2 separate regions of the Bos taurus genome follow, and region 2 is linked to region 1. Evidence: chromatin contacts called from public Hi-C data. All regions are on one chromosome and are shown on one strand. Each heading gives the region's core, a stretch centred on a gene start, on an enhancer-like site or on the middle of the called end of the contact. The rest is flanking DNA. Distances are from core to core; before and after follow the strand shown.

Region 1 (5,422 bases), core at 1,586-4,085:
TCCAGGTCATATCGTCGTACCTCACTTCCTGACACAAACAAGTTTTTACTGTTGTCAGCAACAAAGTCCTAATATAGCTGCGGAAGAGAAAAACTGCATTGCATTTGCCTCCTGCAAGCATCATCAACACAGTTACCGGAGGAATGTTGATTCCAGAAAAGCTTTAAGGCTGGTACGATGGTAATTATGTATCAAATGCCTGATTCTATTTCTGTTATTATTGTTTTGTCATTTCTGAGCCACCCAAGAACTGGCTGAACTCGCAGAGGGACAAGTCCGGTTCTTCTTTTTGCCTCGGTAAAATTTAATCAGACCTGATAGAAAACTCATTGCTCTAGGGGAAAATAAAGTAGGAGCCACGAAATGTCATTTTAACAGAGCGTGGGTTTTGTGACTGTAGGAAAGGATTTAAGGACGCTCCTTCTGTTCGGTTTCCTATGTAATGAGCAAAGGCTACACGCACGCACAGACGCCACAGCTCCCGGATGCTGTGGCTCGCTTATCTAGGCTTCTGCAGCGCCAGGAGCCCCTCCGGGATGCTGCGAGGGGCTCTCGGTGGGTGGTGGTGGTGGTACGAACGGCTGCGGCCGCCGCCGCCAGTTCTGCCGCTGCTGTTGTTGCTGCTGCAGTCACGTGGGAGGCCCTTTAAGTTTCCATAGAGAGGCCTCTCCGGTGTCACATGATGGACATGATATAATGAAACAACGTTGTGGAGAGGAAAGCATTAGGGGAGCCCACGGCTACAAAAACAAGTGAGTGAGAAGAGGTGGGAGGAAGAGAAACTACGCCACCTCCCCTGCAGCCGAGCCGCACGCAGCAGTTCCCCGCGGGAAGTGGGCGACGCCGGCGGGGGGGAAGGGAGACCCGGTCCCCAGCCCCGGCCGGGGGACCCCCGCCGCCCACAGCCAAGAGAACAACTTTTAGCCGGCAGCCTCGGCCAGCACTGCACCTGTCTCCGAAGCCTCCATCGCTCCTCCTGATGATCAAAGGGGAATTCTAGAAGACTGTGCTCTACAAATATACATGCGCATCGTTTTCCCCCTTGCGTCTCGCTCCGCAGGAAGGAAAGAGAAACGGATTAAAGCGGCAGCGGGTGTTCAGCCCCAAGGTAAGTTCTGGAGGGTGGGGAAAGCCGGCCCAGCAGGACTTCGGGATGGGAATTTTGTTCTCAGTTTGGACCTCTCGAGATGAAAAGAGGCATCCCCTCACTGCTGCGAGGCGGCGGGCTCGATGGTCCAGCAGAAACATTTCCACTGTGGACTCCGGTTATTTCCTCTTTCGCACGCCCCGCGGTCCCACCCTGGGACTCCCCGGGGGCCCCTCGCCTCCCCCTGGAAGGGCCCGCAGGTCCCAGCCGGGATGTTGGCGAGCCGGGCGAGGAAAGGTAGGGGTGGTGGCGTTAGCCGGGAATGCCGAGGCGATTTCGCCATGTTTGTGTTGCTAAGAGCACTTTTTTCCCCTTTGAGGTGGCTTGATGCCACATGGCTCCTCCGGAGCTGCTGCCGGGTTGAGAGAGTGTGTGTGTGTGTGTGTGTGTGTTTTTCAATGTCCGCATTCCAGCTAATGTTGCGCAGATAAAATTCAAACTTGAGGTAAACAGAAGAGGAGGAGGAGGAGGGGAGGGAGGGGGGAAGATTGTTTCCATTTCGAGATTCCACCTCTTCACTCCGCGGAGAGTCACATCCCGGAACCTCGAGAGTACTTGGTCCTGTCTTCCCCCCACCCCACCTCTGCTGACCACCAGAAATAAGGCGACGGGGGTGGGGGTGCTCACAGAGGACGCGGAGTCTGCGTTCTAAAGGGGAAAAACAGCACCCCCCGGCATCCAGGCCGTCGGCTACTTTCCTCGTTCCACCCGGAGGGACGGAGGATGCCCTGCTGCGCTCTCGAGTTGGGGGACCGGAGGATCGCGCTCTTGGGCGGGGCTGGGGGGGGGGGTGCCTGATCCCCGTCTCACTCCCTCTTACTTTAGGGAACCGGACGGCACCGCTCCCACCCTACCCCAGGCGCAGGTTCCAGAAGGCGAGCTGGGTGGGTCTCCAGGTTCCGAGAGGGTGGGTGGCGTAGCAGGTGTGTGGTGGGCATTTCTATTTTGTAAGTTGCATATGATGGGACGACGTGGGGAGTCTTAAAAGCGAGCGGATCGGCAGAGCTGCGTCTTTTTTTTTTTTTTTGCGACCAGGGAGAAAAATGAAGACAACCCCTCCCAACCCCGCTTTAAATACCTGATTCATCTCGAAGCTAGGCTGAAGGGGGAGTAGGGATGTGTAAGGGTGAAGATGAGGTTCGTCATGTGGAAAACTGGGCTTCTGACAGCTCATGGCCACCCTACCCTCCCTCCCGGGGCAGAAGATGGTTGTGGCGGGGGGGAGGTCCAAGACGGGCGATGTACCCCCTCCCCGGGGTAGGAGCAGCGCAGGGTCCCGAAGTGCGGGAGGGTCCTCAGCCCGGTCGCTGGGGAGTACGGGGGGCCGGGAGGAGGCGGCCACGTGAGGAGGGTCTGCGGAAGCGCCGGAGCCTAGAGCTGGGGGGTGAAGTGCGTAGCAGAGTCGTGACGGGGGCTGACACGAAGCAGCCGTGGGCGGCGCGCTGAGGAGGAGCGGAGACTCGCGCGGGCCCGGGGCCCCAGCTCCGTGGCGACGCGGCTTTATTCCGAGCGGCTGCCCGAGCCTCCCACGCCAGCGCCGACGTCCGGGCCGCGGGTGGGTGCGCACGCCAGGGCCCTTTCCCGAGAGACCGTTTCCGGGCGGGGCCCCCGGCCCGGAGCGAGGGCTGTAAACAGGGTGGTGCCCTCTGCCCTCCCGCCCCCGGCCGGTTGGGGCGCGCGGCCTTGGCGGCGCTCTGGGCAGCGGAGGCGCGGTAGCGGCAGCGGGGGCGCGCCCGCCGCCCCCGCGCGCTCCCCGCCGCCAGGCCGGCCGGCCGGCCCTCTCTGTTTTTGTTTTGATGGAGCCCGCGTGCAGCTGGCGCGTGTCGAGTCACGTGCCGGGGGCGGGAGGGGGGCTGGGGCGCGGTGACGCACGCGTCCGGAGGGCCGGGCGCCCGAGGGGTGCTGTCGCCGAAGGGGCGAGGGGGCGTGTGCCCTGGACAGATCCCGACCGCGCTGGGTGTCCAGGCCCCACCTGGTGGAGTTCGTGGGAGTTGGTTCTCGTGAGCGGTGTGCGGGCGTGGGTGTAAATCCCACCGCACTTTTGAGTTCGTCGTCGCAGCATCCAGGCGAGCCTGCTCTATCCGGGCTGGGGGCCCGCCTGCGCTGTTTCAGTTGGAAATCAACAGACTCTGCAGGCGTGAGTCTCTGTGGGCATATAGAGACCTATCTGTGGCTCTTAATCCAGACTGCACGTCGTAAGTAACTGGACCGGCTTAGAAAGAATTCTGATGCCCGGCTCAATCCTAGACCAGTTGAACCCAAATCCAAATAGGGCTGAACGTATGTGTGTGTGCGCGCGCGCGCGCGCGCGCGTGTGTGTGTGTGTGTGTGTTTAAACCTCCGTAAGTGTTTTTAATAACCGAGGAAGGTTGAGAGTTTACAGAACTAGCTGGCTGGAATAGATAGCTGTGAAACCAACAGGTGTTGATCTGTCAGTAGATGCTGGTAGCTATATGCTGGCATGCCCTGACATTCTTGATGAAACATTGTTACCCCCATTTTATAGGTGACAGAGTGGAAGCTCAGGAGGTTGAGTAAGAGTTGGTCAGTGACGATCCATATCTAGAACCCAAGCAAGCTGATTTAAAAACCCAGTCTTTCAGTTATTACGTATGTTACTTTGGAAATCTACCTTTACCTAAATGCATGTGTTTGTGCGAATAGGAATAGTTCTGTGTTTGCCTAAGGATCAGCCAATTTATATATGTGTGTGTGTGTATGTATATATATATATATATATATATATATGTATGTATGTATAGGAGAAGGCAATGGCACCCCACTCCAGTACTCTTGCCTGGAAAATCCCATGGATGGAGGAGCCTAGTAGGCTGCAGTCCATGGGGTCGCTAAGAGTCAGACAGGACTGAGCGACTTCCCTTTCACTTTTCACTTTCATGCATTGGAGAAGGAAATGGCAACCCACTCCAGTGTTCTTGCCTGGAGAATCCCAGGGACGGGGGAGCCTGGTGGGCTGCCATCTATGGGGTTGCAGAGAGTCGGACACGACTGAAGTGACTTAGCATATATATATATATATATGTATGTATATATATGTGCAAATTTTTGCTTGTATGAAAGGGAGAAGAATCACCTGGTGAATTCGTTGAGACCTATATAGGCTACTAACATTTTCCCTAAGTTTCTTTGAAGAAGGGATCCCAGTAATTTGGAGAGAACTGATTCCATGGAAGTTGTTTTGAGACTTGAACATACGTGTAAGGTGAAGAGTCTAGAAGATGCAGATAATTCCCCAGGATTTACACAAGCATTCACAGAAGTCCTTTAGGTTGCTAGACACGATATAATTTTGTTGGTCATTGGCTGCTTGTAGCAGAATGTGCAAGGTGGTTAGTATACGGAGTAGCAGAAGTTTTGCCCTGAAAATTTAGGAGGAAAAAAAAAAAAACACAGCTACTCTGGTCTGGAGTACAGAAGTGTTGTTTCTGTATCCTCTTCTCTCTCTCATTTATTTCATTTTCTTCTGTCGGATAAACTCTTAGTGGGAATATTTAGATGTGGAAGTAATCTATTTGTTTTGAAAATGTGTTCCTTGATACATTCTCTAAGGATATTAGAAATAAAACTCACAGGCAATAGAGGTTTTATCCTTAAAAACAGAGGGTTCTAATTACAATGTTTTTGTGACAAATACACATTTGTTAGTGGTACTGCGTCACAAAGAAATGTCTTTGTATTCCTACTAATGATTGCTTTCTAATACTGTTAGCTGTATGGCAGATGTAGGCAAATTACTTACCAAGTTTCGAAGACTGGTTTTCATGTGGCTTGCAGTTTTGGTTAGGGAAGCTTATAGACAGACATAACCACTAGGGCAAGCCTGATATAACTGAGTATAAGCTATTTTTGGCATGGAAATAGCTCTCTAACCCCATCTCCCTCCCTCCCTTGTCATCCTCATCCTTGTTGACCACCAAAGATACTTTAATCCAGCATTGTCAAACCACTTGTGGTTCCTGTGGACAGCTCTGCCTTCTGCTTCTAGGGTACCTCCTTTAGGACATTGCTCTTAATTTCTCATGAAAGTGAAAATATTAGTCACTCAGTCATTTCTGACTCTTTTCGACCCCCTGAACTGGGGCCTGCCAGGCTCTTCTGTTCATGGAATTTTCCAGGCAAGAATAGGGGAGTGGGTAGCCATTCCCTTCTCCAGGGGACTTTTCTGACCCAGAGATCGAACGCAGGGCTCCCACATTGCAGACAGATTCTTTATTGTCTGAGTCACCAGGGAAGCCCCAGTTTTTTCCTGAAAGG
Region 2 (5,422 bases), core at 1,342-3,841, 180 kb before region 1:
ACTTGCAATGCAAGAGATCTGGGTTGGACCCCTGGGTCAGGAAGATCCCTGCAGAAGGGAACGGCTACCAACTCTAGTATTCTTGCCTGGAGAATTCCATGGACAGATGAGCCCAGCAGGCTATAGTCCATGGGGTTGAAAAGAGTCAGACAGAACTGAGTGAACATTCTCACTTTTTTCCAGACAATTTCAACAAAAGGCTTTACTTAAAATTAGACTTTAACATGACTGTCACTGCCAGTAAATTAATTACTTAAATTAATTGCTGTTAAGACTTTAGGGCCAAAGTAAATACAGTCAATCCCTTCCTTAAGCTTCCTAGCATACACAGCTACAACTTAGCCTTACTTGCCAATAGAAGTTCACAGTCATCCTTATTTGCAATTAGAAGTTCAGGTATGGCATACACCAATCCAGCAGACATGAAACTCTCAAACCCAAGATCCATAATACTCAACTCCTTCGAAGAAAAAGTTCAGATTACTCCCCTATTATAATAGTTTAGTGCTTTAAAATAAAAACTATACTGCATAAGTCAACAGAATATCATAAAGACTAAAAACACAATAAATGAAATTGTTTGAAAGTTAAATATGCATTAAATACTAGTTTACAAATATATCTGAGAAAACTGCAATCGATTTCTCCTATTACAAATGGCTGTCTTAACTCCAAATTTAGTAATGCTGTCCACTTCAAATCTGGGGCCAGGATAATGAGACAAAGTCAAAGTAAAGTTGCCATCCCACTAAATCACTGCCTGCTTAAAACCTATGTTTCCTTTTTATTCCTAACTCAGATTATGATACCCAAGTCTCACCCCATGAACAGAAATTTAAGGAGTGAAATCCTAGAAGCAGTCTAACTTGAAACCAGGAAAATGATCCCAGAGTTATTAGATCAAACAATGCCAAACCATTTCCCAACTCTATGTGATCCTAACTTGGGTACAGAAAAATGATGATTACCTTCAGACTCAACAATTTGGTAAGCCCTGAAAATCAGAAGTCAAGTACCAAGGGACACATTTCAACTCCAGCTGAGAGCTGGAATGTTTACCTGGTTTACTCTCACATTAAAAGTTGGATGTCATTATCAATCAGGGACACAGTCACACAGCAGCCATCAACAGGACACACAGGCCACATCAGGCCACAGGTCACTTGGCATCCTTCACTGAACCACATCCTACTAAAGGCCTTACGGCCAACCCTCGACCTGGAGAACAGGACAATGGGCTGGCAGTCAAGAGAGTTAGATTCTTGCGGTTATAGATCCATTTTTAGATTTTTGACTGATTTGACTAGAGAAATCACATTTGAGAAAACGTGAAGAACTTTAGAAATACAGGTGGCAAACTTTTGAGTTATGCTTCACATATCTAGTCACTTTATTTGTTCAGTAACATAAAAACATATGATATGTAACTTGTTTTGCTCATAAAATCATTTCTGGACTTGTAAAATGATGGTCCAGGGGGACAATCAGCACTTTTCTTCAGGGTCTGCACGCATCTTAAAACCTCACTAAGCTCGTTTCTCTATCAGTATGTATTGATAAAACCGGAGTTCGCTTTGCTCCTTCTCTCCAAGACGAGCTAAAGCTAAATAAATACTGAACCAAAGTACTGTCAGCATTTCAGAAGCAATCTGCTACAGAAAAACATACAGTTCTTCTGCAATTCTTTTTAACACCTAAGTTGGAGATTCAGACCAAGCAAGTACTGGAAGTCAGATTCATTAAAGTCAGACTTTTTTGTTTGTATTTGAGCTTCTGGGCTGGGAAGTTGGTCTGTGTTTACATAAATCTAAGCTCTGAGCCATCATATAATGGAACTCTTCTGTAATGTCTCTCCTGCCCACTCTCTTTTTCAGAACTACCAACCGGAAAAGGTACCCTCTGCAAATCCTACAACGTATCCCCACTTGCAAAGACTTCACAACTTTTCGGCCGCCTGTGACTTTTACCACTCCTCTGGAGCTAATCACTTTTAATGACCACCGCCCCCCTCCCCCAGGAAGAATCACTCTACTCAGCCTTACACTTCGTCCCGGCAGCAACCGACTGAACCTTCCCCCCGCGTCTCCGGAGCCCTCGGCGCCCTTAAGACATCTTCACCAGTTTGTCCGCGGTCCCGACCCTGAGAGCCCCGACTCCTGCCTTCACGTCCCTGAGCTGCCCGCCCCCAAGCCCTTCTCAACTCCCAAACACGGCCGCAGCATCACCTGGCTCCCCGCTGTCCTACGCGTCCCGGCGCCGCCACACACCTCGCCCCTTTCACCCAGACCTTGCTCTCCGAATCCTAACCCCTCCCCGAGGCGGGGGCTGGCAAGGGCTCTTGGCAGCTGCAATGAGACTCCGGAGGCCGCGCGTCCCCCTCACCAGGCCCCGCCTGGGCCTCTCGGCGCGGCTGCCCTCCACGGCCCCCCTGCCCGAGCCGTGCTTACGCCGAACAGTAGGGCAGCACGAGCCCAGGACTCGGCACTTACTCGGGAAGGTAGGTGGAGGAGAAGGAGCTCCACTTGTGTAGCGCGTAGGGCAGAAGCCGGCACTCAGGCGCCGCAGCAACAGCCCCGCCAGCCGCCATCTTGTCAGCACCGAAGCAGCCGCCACCGACCGCCCGCCTAGCCGAGAGGAGGGAAGGGGCGTGGCCTGCACTTAAAGGGGCCGCGGCCCGCCTGGGCGATCAGCTCTCCGAGTCTCGCGTCGTGAGCGCTGCCTGAAGCAGTGAGATGCACGAGGGTTGGCTATTCACTCTGGGGGTCTCCGCCGCTGAACTCTCCTGAATGACTGACTGGAGGAAACTGGCCCTGGAGGGAGAGCACCTGAGGGGCTCTCCAGTGGGGCTTGTAAAGGAGTGGCTTAAATGACTTTTCTTGAAAGCAGAGGTAAGGGAAAGGCCAAAAATATTGTGAAAAGAAATAAATTGTAGTTGTGGGCCAGGATGGGAAAATGAGAAGAACTTGGAGAAGGGACCGCCAGTGAGACTGGAAACCACGGCTTACTGCAGTTTCTAAATTCTTTAAGGAAACGCATTGAAGGAAACCAGTGGCATAGCTAACGGCCCTTCCTTCTGGAGTTGTCCTGGTTTTAAATGTCTTGTCGCCTGGTCCACACAGTCGCATGGAGACAGGAAGAGGAAAGTCTCGAGTGTCCTCTCGCCCTGCTCAGTTTTCAGTGTGTGAGGCCCTTCGTGGTAAGCATCTATTGGGAGCCCGCTCAGACCCGTCTTGCGCAATCCGTTTGCTCAGTAATGACATTCACCCAGAGGCCAGAAAAACCCTGAAGGAGTCGGGAAGCTGGGTGTCGTCATTCTTCCAGCTGGTAAGTCTGCCTACATTAAGCTGACAGATACTTATTTAGCCCCCAAATTCTGAAAGAGCAAGAGACTGAGAGTTTCAAGAACATGACCACAGAGGGACTAACAGCCCGTATGCTCGGAATTCCGTATGGTCATTGTGTGTGTGCTTAGTCGCTCAGTCGTATCCGACTCTTTGCGACCCCATAGAGTCATAGACCCCATAGACCTCTCAGCCCGCCAGGCTCCTCTGTCCATGGGATTCTCCAGGCAGGAATACTGGAGTGCGTTGCCATCCCCTCCTCCAGGGGAATCTTCCCAACCCAGGAATCAAACCCAGGTCTCCCACATTGCAGGCAGATTCTTTAGCATCTGAGCCACCAGGCAAGCCCATGGGCATCACACCGGCTTCTTATCAAAAAAAGGAACACTTGACTTGAAATATCTAGCAGCTTTAGGTCATGTTCCCATCAAATACCTGTTGGTTTAGCGTTGGGCATATCTATTCCTTGTCTTAGCCACTTCAACACCAAGAACTCCTCTCTCCTCGTCTAAGAGGTTCTACTCCTGCTGCACAGCATCTTCGTTTCCACCTGACCTGACTGATGGAAAAACTCAAGCAAAGCAGTTTTTTTGTTTGTTTTTTTTGTTTTTTTTTTTTTGTTTTTTAGTGAATGACCGAGTTGAAACACCTTGGTACTCTCTTTGTATTCTTTTCCCATTATAATCCTTAATCTGCCCAAAGTGATTAAGTACCCGAGTGGGTTGCCATTTCCTTTTCCAATCTGCCCAAACTTCCCCAAATCCTTTCCTGACTTCCAGCTTCCACAGGGGAGAGCTTGGTAGTGGCCTCCACTAGCATCTCAGATGGAGAATACCGAATAGAAAGGCAACAGTATGTTAATCTTTAAAAAATCATATGTGTTCTGTGTGTTGCAGCATGTTAGAAAAGTATTTGGTTCTTGACATAATGCTATAACCCCAGAAATGAAATTGGGACTACAGAGACAGTGGAAGAGGCCAGAGAAGGTAAATTAGTTCCAAAGATGATTAGTGGTTATTTGGGCAGGGGGAGAGGGGGGGAGATACTTTTAAGAGGAAAAGGTTAAGATAAAGGTTAAGATAATAACTCAGTTCAATTAGTTTGGGACTCGGAATTAGTTTTGGACTCTTTTCAGTGACTTTCTATTCCCTTCGGGTAACGCTGAAAGTCCTTAGCATAGGCCTTTCATATCCTGCTTTGATTACCTGTCTAGTCTTCCCTCTCTCCTTTCTCCTTTGCACTCCTTACTCCAGCCACACTAAACTAACACACTGACTGAATTGGCGCCTATAATTCTGTGCTCTCTCTGGTCTCTAGGGCTTAGTCTAAGCCAAGCTTGGAATACTCTCCCCACGTTCTTCATCTTGCTAAATTCTGCTTGTTTTCCAGATTATTTCATTCTGGAAAATTGGTTGTCATCACCTGTTTTGGGGTTAGGTGCCATTTTTTTTTTTATATTTCTCTTGTCACCTTGAGCTTCCTTCCTTATTGTAGCAAACATCACAATACATTTTGATTTCCTCTTTATTTCTCATTCTCTCCTCCTAAACTATAATTCCCTTGAAGGTAGGATTCATGCATATTTTGTTCATAGATGTATCCTTAATCCTGTTAGTCTTGTGTATAGTGGGTGTTCAATAAATATTTATTGAAGAATGAATTAATTGTGCTAAAAAGGAATAAGAATGCCAGGGACTTCTCAAACTACAAAAATGTATCCCTGAGGTGTGATAGCCTCAGAGAATGTAAAGATCCAGGATAGCATGGCTTTCCTGCGCCACAGATTTCACAAATGGTACAATAATTTAAAGCATTCATATGTTAACAAAAATACAGATAGGGATGTTATGATTCTGAACCCAAAATTCATATAAATGTTAAAATGAAATAGAAGACTAAAGAAATTTCAAAATCTACGGAAGTCAGCCATAGTTCAGATCTCCTAAGGGTACGTATTTACCTCCTCTGCCTTTGGGGAATTGCCTTAGTTGATGGGGTTTATTGTAACGATACTGGGAAAGGCCTGGAAACTGTAGGCAGCCATTCTAGTTCCCCACACTCAAAGATTAGTATATATTGAT

The links. Hi-C and Micro-C count contacts between places; a contact is called where the count stands out from the background.
Region 2: a Hi-C map of skeletal muscle shows a contact between it and region 1, with 4 times the contacts expected there. The contact joins the promoter of MKLN1 here to the enhancer-like site in region 1. A contact is called at or near these places in 3 of 11 Hi-C or Micro-C datasets (skeletal muscle, skin fibroblasts and an unstated tissue).

What each region holds. Positions count from the first base shown.
Region 1 is chr4:94,843,349-94,848,770 of ARS-UCD2.0, reverse strand. LOC107131356 (a long non-coding RNA gene) reads left to right here. Exons shown (of 11, transcript XR_009494353.1): 2 at 6-5,422. Among named protein-coding and RNA genes, the nearest start is that of MKLN1, 180 kb to the left of the region's middle. Within about 2 kb of position 2,835, at least 47 of the 102 cell types and tissues checked have an H3K27ac peak or open chromatin away from gene starts, as enhancers often do. A contact at or near this core is called in skeletal muscle, where this site is marked.
Region 2 is chr4:95,023,161-95,028,582 of ARS-UCD2.0, reverse strand. It overlaps MKLN1 (muskelin 1), which reads right to left and starts at 2,591. Exons shown (of 18, transcript NM_001097999.1): 1 at 2,490-2,591. The coding sequence starts at 2,587. LOC112446481 (a long non-coding RNA gene) reads left to right here and starts at 2,684. Exons shown (of 8, transcript XR_009494367.1): 1 at 2,684-3,324; 2 at 3,817-5,422.